5 separate regions of the Mus musculus genome follow, and regions 1, 2, 3 and 5 are each linked to region 4. The links are chromatin contacts, called in public promoter capture Hi-C maps. All regions are on one chromosome and are shown on one strand. Each heading gives the region's core, a stretch centred on a gene start, on an enhancer-like site or on the middle of the called end of the contact. The rest is flanking DNA. Distances are from core to core; before and after follow the strand shown. Region 1 holds the start of Aaas (achalasia, adrenocortical insufficiency, alacrimia). Region 2 holds the start of Soat2 (sterol O-acyltransferase 2). Region 3 holds the start of Fmnl3 (formin-like 3). Region 4 holds the start of Pou6f1 (POU domain, class 6, transcription factor 1). Region 5 holds the start of Prpf40b (pre-mRNA processing factor 40B).

What was found. Promoter capture Hi-C pulls out the DNA fragments that hold promoters and counts their contacts. Capture Hi-C pulls out chosen DNA fragments and counts their contacts.
Region 1: a contact with region 4 is called in a promoter capture Hi-C map of pre-B cells, with 2.6 times the contacts expected there. The contact joins the promoter of Aaas here to the promoter of Pou6f1 in region 4. A contact is called at or near these places in 3 of 39 promoter capture datasets (hippocampal neurons, liver and pre-B cells) and 1 of 9 other capture datasets (pancreatic islet).
Region 2: a promoter capture Hi-C map of adipose tissue shows a contact between it and region 4. The contact joins the promoter of Soat2 here to the promoter of Pou6f1 in region 4. A contact is called at or near these places in 2 of 39 promoter capture datasets (hippocampal neurons and liver) and 1 of 9 other capture datasets (adipose tissue).
Region 3: a contact with region 4 is called in a promoter capture Hi-C map of pre-B cells, with 2.1 times the contacts expected there. The contact joins the promoter of Fmnl3 here to the promoter of Pou6f1 in region 4. A contact is called at or near these places in 2 of 39 promoter capture datasets (liver and pre-B cells).
Region 5: a promoter capture Hi-C map of liver shows a contact between it and region 4, with 3 times the contacts expected there. The contact joins the promoter of Prpf40b here to the promoter of Pou6f1 in region 4. A contact is called at or near these places in 2 of 39 promoter capture datasets (both in liver).

Annotation. Positions count from the first base shown.
Region 1 is chr15:102,349,326-102,352,025 of GRCm38.p6, forward strand. Aaas (achalasia, adrenocortical insufficiency, alacrimia) reads right to left here and starts at 1,434. Exons shown (of 16, transcript NM_153416.2): 1 at 1,171-1,434; 2 at 628-755. The coding sequence starts at 1,293. Gm36246 (predicted gene, 36246) reads left to right here and starts at 1,502. Exons shown (of 3, transcript NR_155425.1): 1 at 1,502-1,587.
Region 2 is chr15:102,149,237-102,151,936 of GRCm38.p6, forward strand. It overlaps Soat2 (sterol O-acyltransferase 2), which reads left to right and starts at 1,339. Exons shown (of 15, transcript NM_146064.1): 1 at 1,339-1,476; 2 at 1,870-1,925. The coding sequence starts at 1,398. Igfbp6 (insulin-like growth factor binding protein 6) reads left to right here. Exons shown (of 4, transcript NM_008344.3): 4 at 1-276. The coding sequence ends at 66.
Region 3 is chr15:99,369,225-99,371,995 of GRCm38.p6, forward strand. It overlaps Fmnl3 (formin-like 3), which reads right to left and starts at 1,258. Exons shown (of 27, transcript NM_011711.2): 1 at 953-1,258. The coding sequence starts at 1,078.
Region 4 is chr15:100,598,687-100,601,386 of GRCm38.p6, forward strand. Pou6f1 (POU domain, class 6, transcription factor 1) reads right to left here and starts at 1,298. Exons shown (of 11, transcript NM_001304965.1): 1 at 1,077-1,298.
Region 5 is chr15:99,293,954-99,296,653 of GRCm38.p6, forward strand. Prpf40b (pre-mRNA processing factor 40B) reads left to right here and starts at 1,285. Exons shown (of 26, transcript NM_001370635.1): 1 at 1,285-1,475. It also overlaps a transcript of Fam186b not described here.

The DNA of each region.
Region 1 (2,700 bases), core at 184-2,683, 1.8 Mb after region 4:
GACAGGGTTTCTCTGTGTAGCCCTGGCTGTCCTGGAACTCACTCTGTAGACCAGGCTGGCCTCGAACTCAGAAATCCGCCCGCCTCTGCCTCCGGAGTGCTGGGATTAAAGGCGTGAGCCACCACGCCCGGCACCAGGGATTCTTTTTACAGATAATGGCAATGATAATAATGGGGATGGCAAACACATCAAGGGATTAATGTGCCAGGAAATGCTTCTATGTGCTTTGTATCTATTTAGTCACCATGGTTTAAAGGGGTTTGGCTTTAGGACAGAGTAATTATGTAACTTTTCCAAACGTACAGTTAAAAAAAAAAAAGATAGCACAGCTTTAATTCTTACATGTCCTACATATTAACGAATCAATTCAACCTTTTCCTAACTTTCCTGAGCTTCAGATAAAAGCAAATGAGGTCGGTGCTGAGAGCAGGTTTGTAAAATCAAGCCAAGCTATTAGGGATAAATGAGGTTTCTGGTACACCCTTGAGTTTTACAATAAAAATGGATCACCTAATATGATTTGTGGTAATATGAAGACACAGACTGCAATAAGCAGCCATTCAAGAGCTGCCCAAAGCAGGCTCGGTAGACCATGGCCTATTTAAGCCACTGTTTGCTATGCCTCACCAAACATTGATGCATCTCTTCCACACTTGCTCACGGTGATGGATGAAGGCAGTTCTTGTACCATGGTCCAGCCTCCCTGGGGCTTTTAGGGGATCCTTGGTCAGGTGTAGGACAGGAAGATTGATCCACTATACCTCAGAAGAGAGGGAGGCAGTCAGTCTCTTCCCCAAATCTTAACAGAACTCCTTGCCATCTCCAACCTATGGCATAAGAGATTCCACGGCCCCATTTCCCATACCCACAAATGTAACACTTGTGGGACAGAAAATTTTCAGTCCTCATCTGCAAACCACAATCGTTTTTCACAGGGTTGACACTAGAGAAGACCTGATGGACGGCATCCATCATCTTCTCTACCCCTCCTAGAACCTCCTCACATGCCTTGGCATGCCTAACTGGGTAACACAGGCCCTAAAATATATTTCGTTCTCTCCAGTCTCCTGTGGGAGTCATGCCGTTCCCAATCACTTGTGAGCGAGCCCCGCCGCGTCGCCTCTATTCCCACTTTCCGCATCCCCACCGCAGCGTTCCCACCCGGACCACCTGGCCCCGAAAGTCGGGAGGCGGGCTCTCATAGCTGTTGCCGGTCACCAGCTCGTTATTGTGCTCATACAGGGTGACTTGACCTCTAGGCGGCGGCGGGGGGAACAACCCCAGGGAGCACATCTTGCCAGTCCGGAGAGCGTCTGGAATCGACAGGCTCCCGGCTGGTGACGACTGCGCTCCCCGGAATCTTAGTTCCCGGGCTAGATTCGTGTGAGGACGGGTAGCCGTACAGGACAAACGACTGCGCGAAGCTGAACGGAAGTGCAAGGAAGAAAGTTCCGAGTCGGGTTTCGGGACGGACTTCCGGGACTTCCTGGCGCGCCCCCTTGCGTACGGAGCGGGCACGACGCTGACACGTCCGAGGACCGACCTGTGGCGTAAGGAGCGCCGCGGTTTGGTTTTGGTTTGTTTCCTGTAAGACTACTGTTTTTTCCAACTCTGAATCCCCAGCAGCGTCTCCCACTCACTTACTTAGTACGGAAAAAGCCCAAAATAAGCCAGGTTTAGGAAAGTACCTAATTAAACTCTCCAACCCCCGTAAATATCCTTGAGGAATATACAGACGATGTCATCCTACCAGTGAGCTTTCCCCGCCCCCCCACCTCCAAAAAAAAAACAAAAAAGACTTTAGAGGACAGTCAGAACGGACTTCACAGGGTAAGGCGTCCTGAAAGAGAGAGACGGACACTGGAAGGACAGTAACTTTTCCCGAGTATATCACTAACAAACGCTTCTATAATCCTTACAATAACCCCAAAAGTGCACCGTTGAACTACCAGTAGCAAAATGACACAGATTGGACCAAAATACACACAAACCAGACATTGGTGGGGCATATTGGCCCAAGGCTGTAATGCCTACAGGATGTGGACAAGAATAAAAGGTTAGTGTAGACTGCGTAGCAAGCCCCTGCCTCCAAATACCGTTGACTCCGATCTGTAATCCCAGCATTGGGAGGTACAGGCAGGAGGATCACTGAATGTCCACTCCATAGTTCTCTTCCAACTTGAGATACATACCACCCTGACTTTGTCTTATTTAGGCTTTGTTGTTTGTTTGTTTGTTTGTTTTAAGATTTGTTTTATTTATATGAGTACACTCTCATGGTTTTCAGACACACCAGAAGAGGGTATCTGATTCCATTACAGATGGTTGTGAGCCACCATGTGGTTGCTGGGAATTGAACTCAGGACTTCTAGAAGAGCAGTCAGTGCTCTTAACTGCTGAGCCATCTCTCCAGCCCTAGGCTTTATTTTGAGGCAGGGTATGGCTATGTTGCTCTGGCTAGCACGGAACTTGCTATGTAGACATGACTGACCTTGAATTCATAGAGATTCATACCTCTATCTCCCAAGAGTGCTGAGATTAAAGATCTACCACCATGCTCTCCTGAGACCTTTTCTGAAACTGAAGGGGTTGGGGGGGGGGCTAGAACTACAGAGAGATGTTTAGATGGTTTAATTCTAACTTAATTCAATTGTGAGCTCAAAATCTGAATAGACAAATGGGAGGGAAGTGTGGGATGGT
Region 2 (2,700 bases), core at 89-2,588, 1.6 Mb after region 4:
CAGCCTTTGCCAGTGTCTCCAGATGGTCAAGGAAGCACTCAGTGCTCTGCCAGGAGCAGTGGGTGAAGCCCCGAGGGAGCCTCCAGGACGCCAGCAGGAACAGGGGGCTGTCATTTGAGCTGTATGTGAAGCAATGAATAACTCTGTGCCCCAAGACCCACCTTCACGCCCCACCCCATTGTCCCTGTCACCCTTGGGCCTTTACACAGCTAGTTAGAAAGATTGCTGTTGGCTTGTGTACTAATAAAACAGTATTGGGGGGGTGTCTCTGGCTTACGTCTCTGCGTCTGTCTCATTCAGATCTGGGGCCTCGTGCTCACTGTCTCCCATTGGTCATAGTGTTTCTACCTTCCCTGCAGAGCACAGCCAGCCTCTTCCATTGCCCTTGGAATACAGTAGACTGCCACTGCCACAGGCAGCAAGCCCTTTCTTTATCCTCACCCGGATACCCACCCGGAGCTCCCTTGTGGGACTGACTGAGATCCTGGCCTCAGTCCGAGATCACAGTGATTACAATCTTGCTTCTATCACTGACCTCTGGACTGATGGAGGAGGAGGATTAATAGTTAATCCCCAGCAGGAATTTGCCAAAGTGGAACTCCCAAGGCACTCACCTGCCCTACTGCCTACCAGAAAGAAACAAATGTGCTCAGGCTCTGTATGGTTTATCCAGACTACCTCCAGACTACCTTATTTGTGCTGGCAATCACCTGATGACGTAGGGACATTTTGTCCCATAATTTTTTTTTTTTTTCAGAAGAAGCTTAAAAAGTTTGGTCCACTTTCCTGAAGTTACATAGGTAGGCAAGGCAACCCCTGGCGCTATTTACTGTTGAATAAGTGTGTGTCTGCCCTTTCTGCTTATGTGGTAACCCAAGGTGTAGGGAAGAGCTGACACTGAGGGGCCTCGACCATCACACATGACACAAATAGAGCTCCTGACAAAAATATTGTTGCACACACATGTCACTACAGGCCTCATCCTGTGCCCTCAGAAAAATGACTACAAGGTACACGAAGATGTTTCTGGTCCCTCCCTGACCTTCAGTCTTGGTAGAGAGAGCCAGGAAGAGCCAAGCTATGTGATAAGCCTCGGGGAAGCAAAGTCCCCCTCACAACCTGATGCACAGACTCACTCCCGAAAGTGAAATAGCAATAGCGTGAAGCTGATCATAGTGGTTGTGGTGAGAGAGCTGTGAAAGCCACAGGCAGGGCCAGAGTATGAGAAACACTGCCTGCAGATAACCTATCTAACCCTCAACGGGGCTCCGGAAAGGACTTTAGTCCCTGGAGTTGTCAGATCTCTGAGTGGGACACAAGCTCTGTAGGTAGATTGAGAAAGAAAGAAAGGAAGAAGACAGACAACAGCTGTGTGCTGTCCGCTCTACACTGGCACCATGCAGCCAAAGGTGCCCCAGCTTCGGAGGAGAGAAGGGCTGGGAGAGGAGCAGGAGAAGGGAGCCCGTGGAGGAGAAGGTGAGCCGCCCTCCCATCCCCCACGCTCCAGACACTCAGGCGGGCCTGAGATGGGTGTGTGTAAGAGCTAGCCGCTAAGGCCACTTCCTTTCCTCTGGCTGTTCTGGGAAGCCAGAGAAGGCAGTTTCTGCCCTTTTCCCCCCAGCACGCGGACTGGCAATGGAGAAATGTTCAGAGCGTGGTTTGGCCTTCATTAGGGGTGAATGGAGTACTTCCTTGTTTTGGGTCCCCTGTTTCCAGCAATTGCATCAGGCTCTTTCTCGCCACTGTGTGTGTCACTTCCCTGGCTAGTGGCTCTACCCACGATTCTAAATATTGACTGGGAACGGAGGCTGTGAGCACACAGAACACCTAACTCCTCCCTAGTGAGTCCCCTTTGGTTCTTCCTCCTAGGGAACGCAAGGACACACGGAACCCCAGACTTGGTGCAATGGACTCGACATATGGAGGTGAGGGATCACGGCAGTCATAAAGGACAGGCTGGGGATGTGGCTAAACTTGTAGAGTGCCAATCTACCTGATGCGCAGCACCACATAAAACTGGTGTGATGGCAACTGGTGTGATGGCAACTGGTGTGATGGCATACAGCTGTAATCCTAGCACTTGGGAAGTAGAGACCAGGTGATCCGTAGTTTGAGGTCACCCTTGGCCACACAATAACATCCAAACCAGATTGGGCTACAGAAAACCCTGTCTAAGAAATAAAAAGTAGCCAAGGCAGTTGTGGTACATGCCTTTAATCCTAGCACTTGGGAGACAGAGGCAGGCCTGGTCTACAGAGTGAGTTCCAGGACAGCCAGGGCGACACAGAGAAACCCTGTCTCAACAAACAAACAAACAAACAAACCCCCCCAATCATTATTTATCTAAGATTTATTTATTTATTTATTTATTTATTTATTTATTTATTTAATGTATATGATACACTGTAGCTGTCTTCAGACACACCAGAAGAGGGCATCAGATTCCATTACAGATGGTTGTGAGCCACTGCTGGGAATTGAACTCAGGACCTCTGGAAGAGCAGTCAGTGCTCTTAACCACTGAGCCATCTCTCTAGCCCTATTATTATTATTATTATTATTAGTAGTAGTAGTAGTAGTAGTACTGTGTCTATGTGTGTCTGTCTGTGTGTGTCTGTGCATTCCTCTGTGTGCATCTGTGTATCTCTCTGCGTGTGTGTGTGTGTGTCTGTGTGTATATGTCTGTGTGTGTCTGTATGC
Region 3 (2,771 bases), core at 8-2,507, 1.2 Mb before region 4:
AGGCAGATGAAATCCAATAAGGCTGCTAAGTCTACAACTTATCCCTCCTCACGGGCAAAGTCAGTCCTTCAGACCGTACCAACAATACACCAGAATTATTACTATCTCCTAATAGCTCTTTGGGGGAAGAAGTGAAAGCTATTTCCCCAAGTTTTTCAGATTTATCTGTTAGCGTTATGTTCATTTTTTTTTTAAAGCTTCATGTTGAACATGGTCCAGCTTCCTCTCAGTGATACCTGCTACTAACCTCTCTATTCAGAGTCACTCACATCAACGTCCAAGCCCCAGGGCAAAGGAGAATCAGTTCGTCTTTAGAAACCATCCCTTTTGAAACCACAGAAGGACTACAAAGAACCACAAGCAACGGTACACGAACCAGTCACCAAAGTTTAACATGAAACGAGGGAGGATAAAAAACCAGGCGGGATGGTTTGTGTATTGTTTCAATTGGGGGGAAAAAACTGTCTAGTCAAATGGCTTATCCACATGTTCAGCCTAGGCAAATCCACTATAACTTAGCAGGATGCCTGCAGGCGGTCCTGAAATAAGTAGAATGGCATCGCTTCTTATCCCACCCCCCACCCCCATGGGCAGCCAGCCCCTTCTCCAATCCCCCCTTTTCCTCCCCGAAACATCTGGTCTGAACGCGAGACCCGCTCTCATGAAGGAGGAAAAATGCCTGATTTTGGCTGGGGACCCAACAGCTTCCGAAACCGTCCCACCAGCGAGGTCCCGGGAATGGAATTCCGGCAGCGGACCGGGAAGTCTGAGGGAAGTGGGGAGGGAGGAGTCTGGACCTCGGGCAGGTCCCGGGCTTGGGGACCCCTCCTCCCCGACCCCCGACGGGCCGCTCCGAGCTGCCGGCCGGGCCAGGCGTTGACGGGGCTGCGGGGGTGGGCGGGACCCGGCGGGGGCTGTGGGGGCGGCGGGAAGGCAGCAGCGCCGGTCTCACCAGCACTAGGGCGAATCTCTCTTCCAGCTCGCACGGCTCGGGCATCGGCGTCTTGCCGGGCGGCAGCAGCAGCGGGACGGAGGGCGGCTCGCCCGGGCCACCGTCGGTGCTCTCCAGGTTGCCCATCGCGGCGGGGCCTCCTCCGGGCCTCAGCCCTCCACCTCCTCGCCAGGGCCCTCAGCCGCTCCGACCTGGCTCCTCCCTCAGCGCCCGCTCCCCAGGCCCGATTCCTCCGCCCCTCAGGGGGCGCCTCGCAGTCCGGCGGGCGGCGGCGAAGCGCTCGACGCGCTGAAGCGCGCCTTATTCATGCAGGCCACGCCCACCGCCCACCGCCCCGCCCGCGCCTAACTGACAGCCGCGCCTCCCAATCACAGAGCCTCCCGCCCTCGGCGGCCTCGCGCCTGGCTGCGAGCGCGCCCTGGTGGCCCTTGGTGGGCATCCAATCGCTGTGTTTGTTGGAGGATGTAGCCACAGAGCGCGGACTGCAAAGTTAACTGGGAACACTAGGGAGACCACCATCTGTGACTCAGGTCTGTTCATTCCAGCACTGGAGAGGCTGCGGCTGAAGGACTGCTTGATTGGAGACCAGCCTGAGCTACATAGCAAGACTGTCTCAGAAAAAAAGCAACTTATCGTGAGAGCCATGTATATAACCCCGGAGAAGTCACACCACCACCTTCTGAGCTTTTGTCGACTGGAGGGAGAAATTTGCGCTTGAAAGAATGATTGAAATTAGCCGGGCGTGGTGGCGCACGCCTTTAATCCCAGCACTTGGGAGGCAGAGGCAGGTGGATTTCTGAGTTCGAGGCCAGCCTGGTCTACAAAGTGAGTTCCAGGACAGCCAGGACTATACAGAGAAACCCTGTCTCGAAAAACCAAAAAAAAAAAAAAAAAAAAAAAAGAATGATTGAAATTATTCCTGTGAGGGCTGGAGATGGCTCTGCTGTTAAGAGCAATGGCTGTCCCTCTGGAGGACCTGAGTTCCATTCCAAGCAACTACAGAGCTGCTCACAACTGTCTGTAACTCCCATTTCCAAAGGATCCGCGACACCTTCACACGTGTGATACGTAGGAAAAACACCTAGAAAATGCACGTTTTTAAAAAGGTGATTGCTGTGACCTAATGTCCATTTCGGCCTGGCTCACAGAGGATTTTATTATCCAAGGATGGTATCTCTTTTTCTGGAGCCTTACACAGACTTCTCCAGGTCTCAAGTTCCTGTACAATGCAAACAGTAAACCATACAAACAGCATATCAGAGAACAGAGGTTAGACTGTGGAAGTAAATGCCTTGGATTTGGTAGAAAGCGATCTGTTAGGTCCTTCCGCTGCTCACAGCCCTCCAGCTCTGATGGAACCGAAGACTGCTGGCTCACCACTAGACTCTGCTGCACGCCACACTGTGGCAATGCCTGCTTTCTGGAGAGGTCATGCATGCCCTTCCCTGGACTTGGCTTTAGGAAGGATGGGATTCCATCCAAAAGAGACTCGGGAGGGAGATATATTTGACACAGACATCCAGGGAGGGGAAAGGCTTCTTCCTGACAGACAGAGACAGGTGAAAGAGGCATTTAGAATAAGACCTTATCAACTGGTATGAAAATAGGAGAACAACTCTGCTCTGGCTTGTCATTACTAACAAGGTGATGGGCTTCTGTCATTTCTGTCAGCCTTTATCCCTCTTCTTCTGGTGATAGAGAAGTTCTCTTTTAGAGAACCACTAGATTCTGTTTTTGGCTGAAGTGCAGCTGGACTTTGCTCCTATCAAGGAGCAGGACTTGGCCCAAGACTGCCCAATGTTAGAGACTGTAGGACTAG
Region 4 (2,700 bases), core at 48-2,547:
TTTTTTGTTTTTTTCCGAGTTTGTTTGTCTTGCTCCTTCCAGGACAGGTGGGGCTTTGTCTGAGTGCGGCTCTCGCACACTGATTTTTTTTTATTGAAGTACCATAGAAGGAATGAATGTGATTCTGCTTTACATATGTAAAGAGGCCCCCGAGTCACAGAAATATCCTGCTCACAAACTTCAATCAAAACGGAATACACGCCCAGCATGCCGGTTTGCAGTGTTGACTGTCGTAGATTACCAAAGCGACGGGTATATATGCATGGAACTGGGGGCCCCGCCTTCTATTTTGTGAGCAAGGAATGCCAGGGAGCCAACAGGCTACAGTCTCTGTGTCTGCTAGGAGCTTCCTGTCTTTGGCCTAGGGAAGCTTTTGAGCAGGCTTTCATTTTCTCCTGCCCAGCTGCAGCGACTACTCTGTAAAGGTTTCAGGCTTCCCACCCAAGCCCGAGGAGGCGATCTTAGCGCTGAAGTGGCTTAGAAGCCACTCTGGAGATCCCTCAGCCTTGCCAGGTGCAAATGTCCCGGGAGGAGATAGTGGGCCCGTTTTATGACATTATTAATACTAATACTGTCATTAAATATTTATGAAGTGCTCACGCTCTGATCGACGGTGACCCTCCCACCATTCCCCCATCCTTCCAGTGACAGCGAGGTCTCTGCCCCCCAGAGTCCCACCAGCCCTTTCTCCGGAGTAGCGGTGACAGGTCGCCAGGGAACCCAAGCGTCCCGGGATCCAGGACTCTACGTGCCTCTCCCCGACACCCCGCCCCCCACCAGGGCAGGGCGTCCACCCAAGCGGCCGCCCCTCCTCGAGTGTCCGCGGGGACCGGAGACCAGGGTGCGGCCCGGGGTCTGCGGCCCCAGGTGGGCAGAGCGCGGCCCTCGACTCCCAGAGCTCCAGCCTCCGGGGCCGCAGCCCGCCGCCCCGGCCCCGCGCCTTTTTCTCTCTTTATCATAAATATATAAATTATGCTAATTACGGGCATTGCATATTAACCAAATTCGAAACCTCCCCTGCCCGGCCCCCTCCCCCTCCGTGCAAAGCCCTCCCCGCCCCGGACCCCGCTACTCACCGGAGCCCGAAGCCCAGCCTCCCGCTCCCCGGCTGCCCAGCGGCCACCGGCTAGACACTCATCCCCCAGCCCGGGCCAGGGGGCCGCGGCCGGGGCGGCCGCCCGCAGACAAAGAAGCCGGAGCGGCTCGGCCCGGCTCGCTCGGCCCGGAGCCACTCGGGACCCGCCGCCCCCTGAGCCCCCCGCCGGGGCTGGCAGAGCGGAGCGGCGGTGGGTTGCGGGCCACGCACGGGCCGGGACGCCGGGGGCGGGGGCGGCCAGGTGCAGTCCCCTCCTCGCCCCCTCCTCCCTCCCCCCCTTTCCCTCCTTCTGCTACTTGGATTTTTTTAGCTGCTGCGTCATGAGCATAATTTATGCAAAGCGCTTTGCCGCATGCTGCACCTCCCGCGCCAGCCGCCGGGGGCGGCGGTCAGGAAAAGGAGGGGGGGTCTGGGAAGCTGCGAGCTGCGCGTGGGGGTGGGTAGGAACCCCAGGCCTCGCGGGGACTGGGACCCAGGGCCTGTGGGGCCGCTTGACTCAGCCCCCTTGGAGAGCAGGACTGGAGTCTCGATAGGGGACCCCGTGTCGCCTTCCCTTCAGCCGAGGATTGAGCAGTGACAACCGTGACTCTCTGGTGGTCAACTGCCCTTCTCAACGGCCAACCTCAAGTTCACGTCTGTCCTCTAGGCCGTAAAGGAGAGGGAACTCGGACGTCACTAAGGCTCAGGGTCTCCGGAGCAGCTGTGCACATCCCAGAGGGACCAGGGTCCCGGACGCTCTGCTGAGCTAGCTCGCTTTCCCACCTTCAGGAGGGGCGGGGTCCCACCTGCAGCCTGCGGGCTAGTCAAGCAGCACACGAAGGTGTGAAAAGAAAGGCAAAGTTTGACGCGATGGAGAAAAACAAGCCACTGTTTTGGGGACCGTGATGGTGGGGAGGGTTTGTTATATCTACTGACTTTTGAAGGTAGAGGGAGACTCAGAGGCCGATTAGGGGCCAGGGGAACGAAGGTTTGGGACATAATGGACAAAAGAAGGAAGACCAGGAGAGCGAGAAAGAATGAAGGGAGTCACCAGAGAAGAGCGTTATCAACGCAGCCAAGTGGATTCCCAACAGTGTTTCCCTCTTCGCCCTCACCCCACACCCGTGCTTCCGTGGTCTAGGATGATCTCGGTAGGCCGTGCAGAAGCAGCAATAGGAGAAATGATGAACTGTAGAGCCCTTGCCAGACAGTCCCTTAAACGTCTCCAGTGGAAGCACACACTCAGGAGGAGAGGGGAGCAGCATCGGCTGGGTTTGACCAACAGGTACACTCCAGGCTGCCTGCATCATGCTGGCTACTGGTGCCGCAGAGCTGGGCTGTCCGCTGTTTTCCTGGGGCCATGGAGGAGGCACTGCGGGTGAGACTAACTAAAGGGTCAAGAACCAGAAAGCTTGGGGTTTTATCCCAGCGCGTCCATCCATTTGCGGTCTAGGCAAACGATACAGTTTAGTTTTACAAACAGAGGTAGCCTGAGCCGGGCACCGTCCCACCTGTAGGACCGGCTGCTGGAGAGGCAGCAAACCGAATGAACCTGTGAATTAGGATGCAGCCTGAACAACAAAGTCTCTCTCTCTCTCTCTCTCTCTCTCTCTCTCTCTCTCTCT
Region 5 (2,700 bases), core at 35-2,534, 1.3 Mb before region 4:
TGCTCGATTAAAGGGGTACACCCACTACCACCTGACATACATTAGATTTAAAGTGCATCATGGATTTGTTATTTGAGATCACTTCAAGAAAGACAAATTAGATCTCAGGGGAAAGGGTTTCTTCCCCTCATGTCCGGCTTTTCATGACGTCCTGGGACATCATTTTAAAGATCAGGTCTCTCACTAGTCAGAAAACACAATGTAGGCTAGTTCGGCTAGCCGCTGAGCCCCAGGGATCTGTCTGCCTCTACAACTCAGTGCTGGCTTGAAGAATGAATATAAGAACTTTTAATACAACTATTGATAAAGCCAAATTGTCTATAGACATAAAGAGGTGTTTTCCTGAGTCAGGTTCAGAAACCTACAGAAGGAAACAGGCAACGTCTTGGTCTTTACCCCGGCTTTGGAGGGGTAAAGAGGTGCAATGCCTCCAACCAGGGCCAGCTGTACTAGCCCAAGAACTTGAGCATGCATGCCCATTAAGTAGCTTCGAGTTCCCTTATCTACATAACTGAACGTTTATCTCTCACTGTAGATGTTACAGAGGCAGATTCTGAAAGTAACCCAGCGCTAAGCGAGAGGCACGTACGCACTCATTTAGGGGATTTGTCGGCTTTGCCCGACACATACGGCTGCTGGCACAGGAGTTTAATTAATAGTTCTTGAATTAAGAAATTAAAACTAAAGCCGGGCGTGGTAGCGCACGCCTTTAATCCCAGCACTCGGGAGGCAGAGGCAGGCGGATTTCTGAGTTCGAGGCCAGCCTGGTGAGTTCCAGGACAGCCAGGGCTACACAGAGAAACCATGTCTCGAAAAAAACCAACAACAACAAAAAATTAAAACTAAAGAAAATACGCAGGGAAAAGAGCCGCTCTGTGAACCGCTGTAGTGCCCTCTGCGCGGGAGAAATTAATGGCTCGGTCCGGTCTGGGTGGTGGCCGCGGAGTCGCGGGCAAGAAGGGGGCTGTGAGCCGGGAGAGCCACGCCGCCCTGCGCAGCCAGCGCGCGGTCAGTCCCAGGCCCGCCCAGGCGCGCTCCGCCCCCGGGGGTGGGCCCAGGCGCGCCCCGCCCCAGGGGGCGGTCCCAGGATTCTGCGCACGTGGGGGCGGGGCCTGGCGCTCCGGGCCGGGGGCGGAGCCGGGCCGGGCACACCGGGCCGGTTGGGGGCTCCGCTCCTCGGCGAGAGCAACCGGAGCCCCGGCCACGAAGGGGTGCGACCCCCCCACTGGCCCCGCCCTCCCGGCCGAAGCCCGGCCAATCAGAGCTGTTTTTACTGGCGAGTGGGCCGAGCCGGCCCAGCTGCTCTGAGGCTCTGGCATGGTAACGTCCCCGCGCGGGGGTGGAGAGGCCCGGGGCTGTCTCACAGCGCCCCCTGCGGCCCGGGCTCGAGCCGGGGAGGCGGGAGGGCCGCCGGGGCACCCGGGACCCTGAGGGAGGGCGAGGGGACCGAGGGGTGAGGAAAAGAAGCCCTGTAGGTAGGTGGGGGCGGGGAGTGAGGGTAGAAGGGGCGGGGAGGCCATTATGGTGCATGGCGGGGGGCGGGGGGGCGGGTGCGACCGGGGGCTGAGGGGACGGAGAGCCTAGGCGCTGTGTGAGGAGGAGGAAGGGATGAAGTGAACGGTGGGTCTGTGGAGAAAGGTCGGGGGCGAAGGGAGGGCAGGCGATGGAAACCAGTTGCCAATCCTAGGCTATTTGGCGTGGCCCGTGCCCCTCCCCCAGACCCAGGCTTGTGCCTTTTGGAAGCCCCAGGTGCCCCTTTGGACCTTAGGGGACACCCTTCCTTACCCATCCGTTCTCAAAACCTGTCTCCCGAGGTTAGGAGGGACTTCTGAGGAAAGAGATGCTCCTGGTTTCCACCTCAGAACCGGAGTAGTCCAAGAAACGGAGGAGCAGAGGCCCCTGGGTCCCAACCCTGGCTCTGCCTTCAGACAGACTGTGGTAACTCTGTGTGACCTTGGGCAAGTCACTACCTTTCTCTGGGCCTTGAATTTCCCATTGACTTTTAAAAAGGAAAATGGGCAGTATGATAAACGGACTCTCCATCCGTTGCAGAAGGGGGCGGGATTTGAGGAGGGAATTCAGGCGAAGGGGTTCTAGGATGCGTCAAGCAGGAGGATGTTGGAGTGGAGACCTTCAGCTTGACTGGGGAAAATTTCTCGGGATTTACGGATAAGAGATTTAAAGCTTGCAAGGCTGGGTCCTGGCAGGCCTGGGCCTTGGGAATCCCGTTGGAGAAATGGGAGAACTCTATAAATAGAGGAAGTTGAACCCTGGAAGTTCAAAAACGATGAGAACCAGAAGTAACAACATTCTGTTTCTTCGGGAGAGTGAAGAGGTGATGGAGGATCAGAAGCAAAATGTTGTATTCTAGAAAGATCTCTAGGCTCTTTGTGGGGAGCAGAAGAAATGCTAGGGCTTACACACCAGAGTAGAGGCTAGGAAGTAGGTGGGGGAGGGGCTGGACCTATTTGGGCTCTGCAGGTCAGTGGAGACAACAGGGTGCTAGAGCTCAGCTGTTCTTTGCAGCGCTCTGCATTGAACCTAGGGCCTTGTTAATGCCGGCAAGAACTGTAGTGCTGAACTACTCTGCCAACCCCGTTTCTTTTTGATGATGGCTGCCTCTCTTTGAGAAATATGCCTCTTAGCCTTCATTTTCTTACAGTTCCTTTGGTGAATAAGTCAGTCCAGGCCTACCTAGGA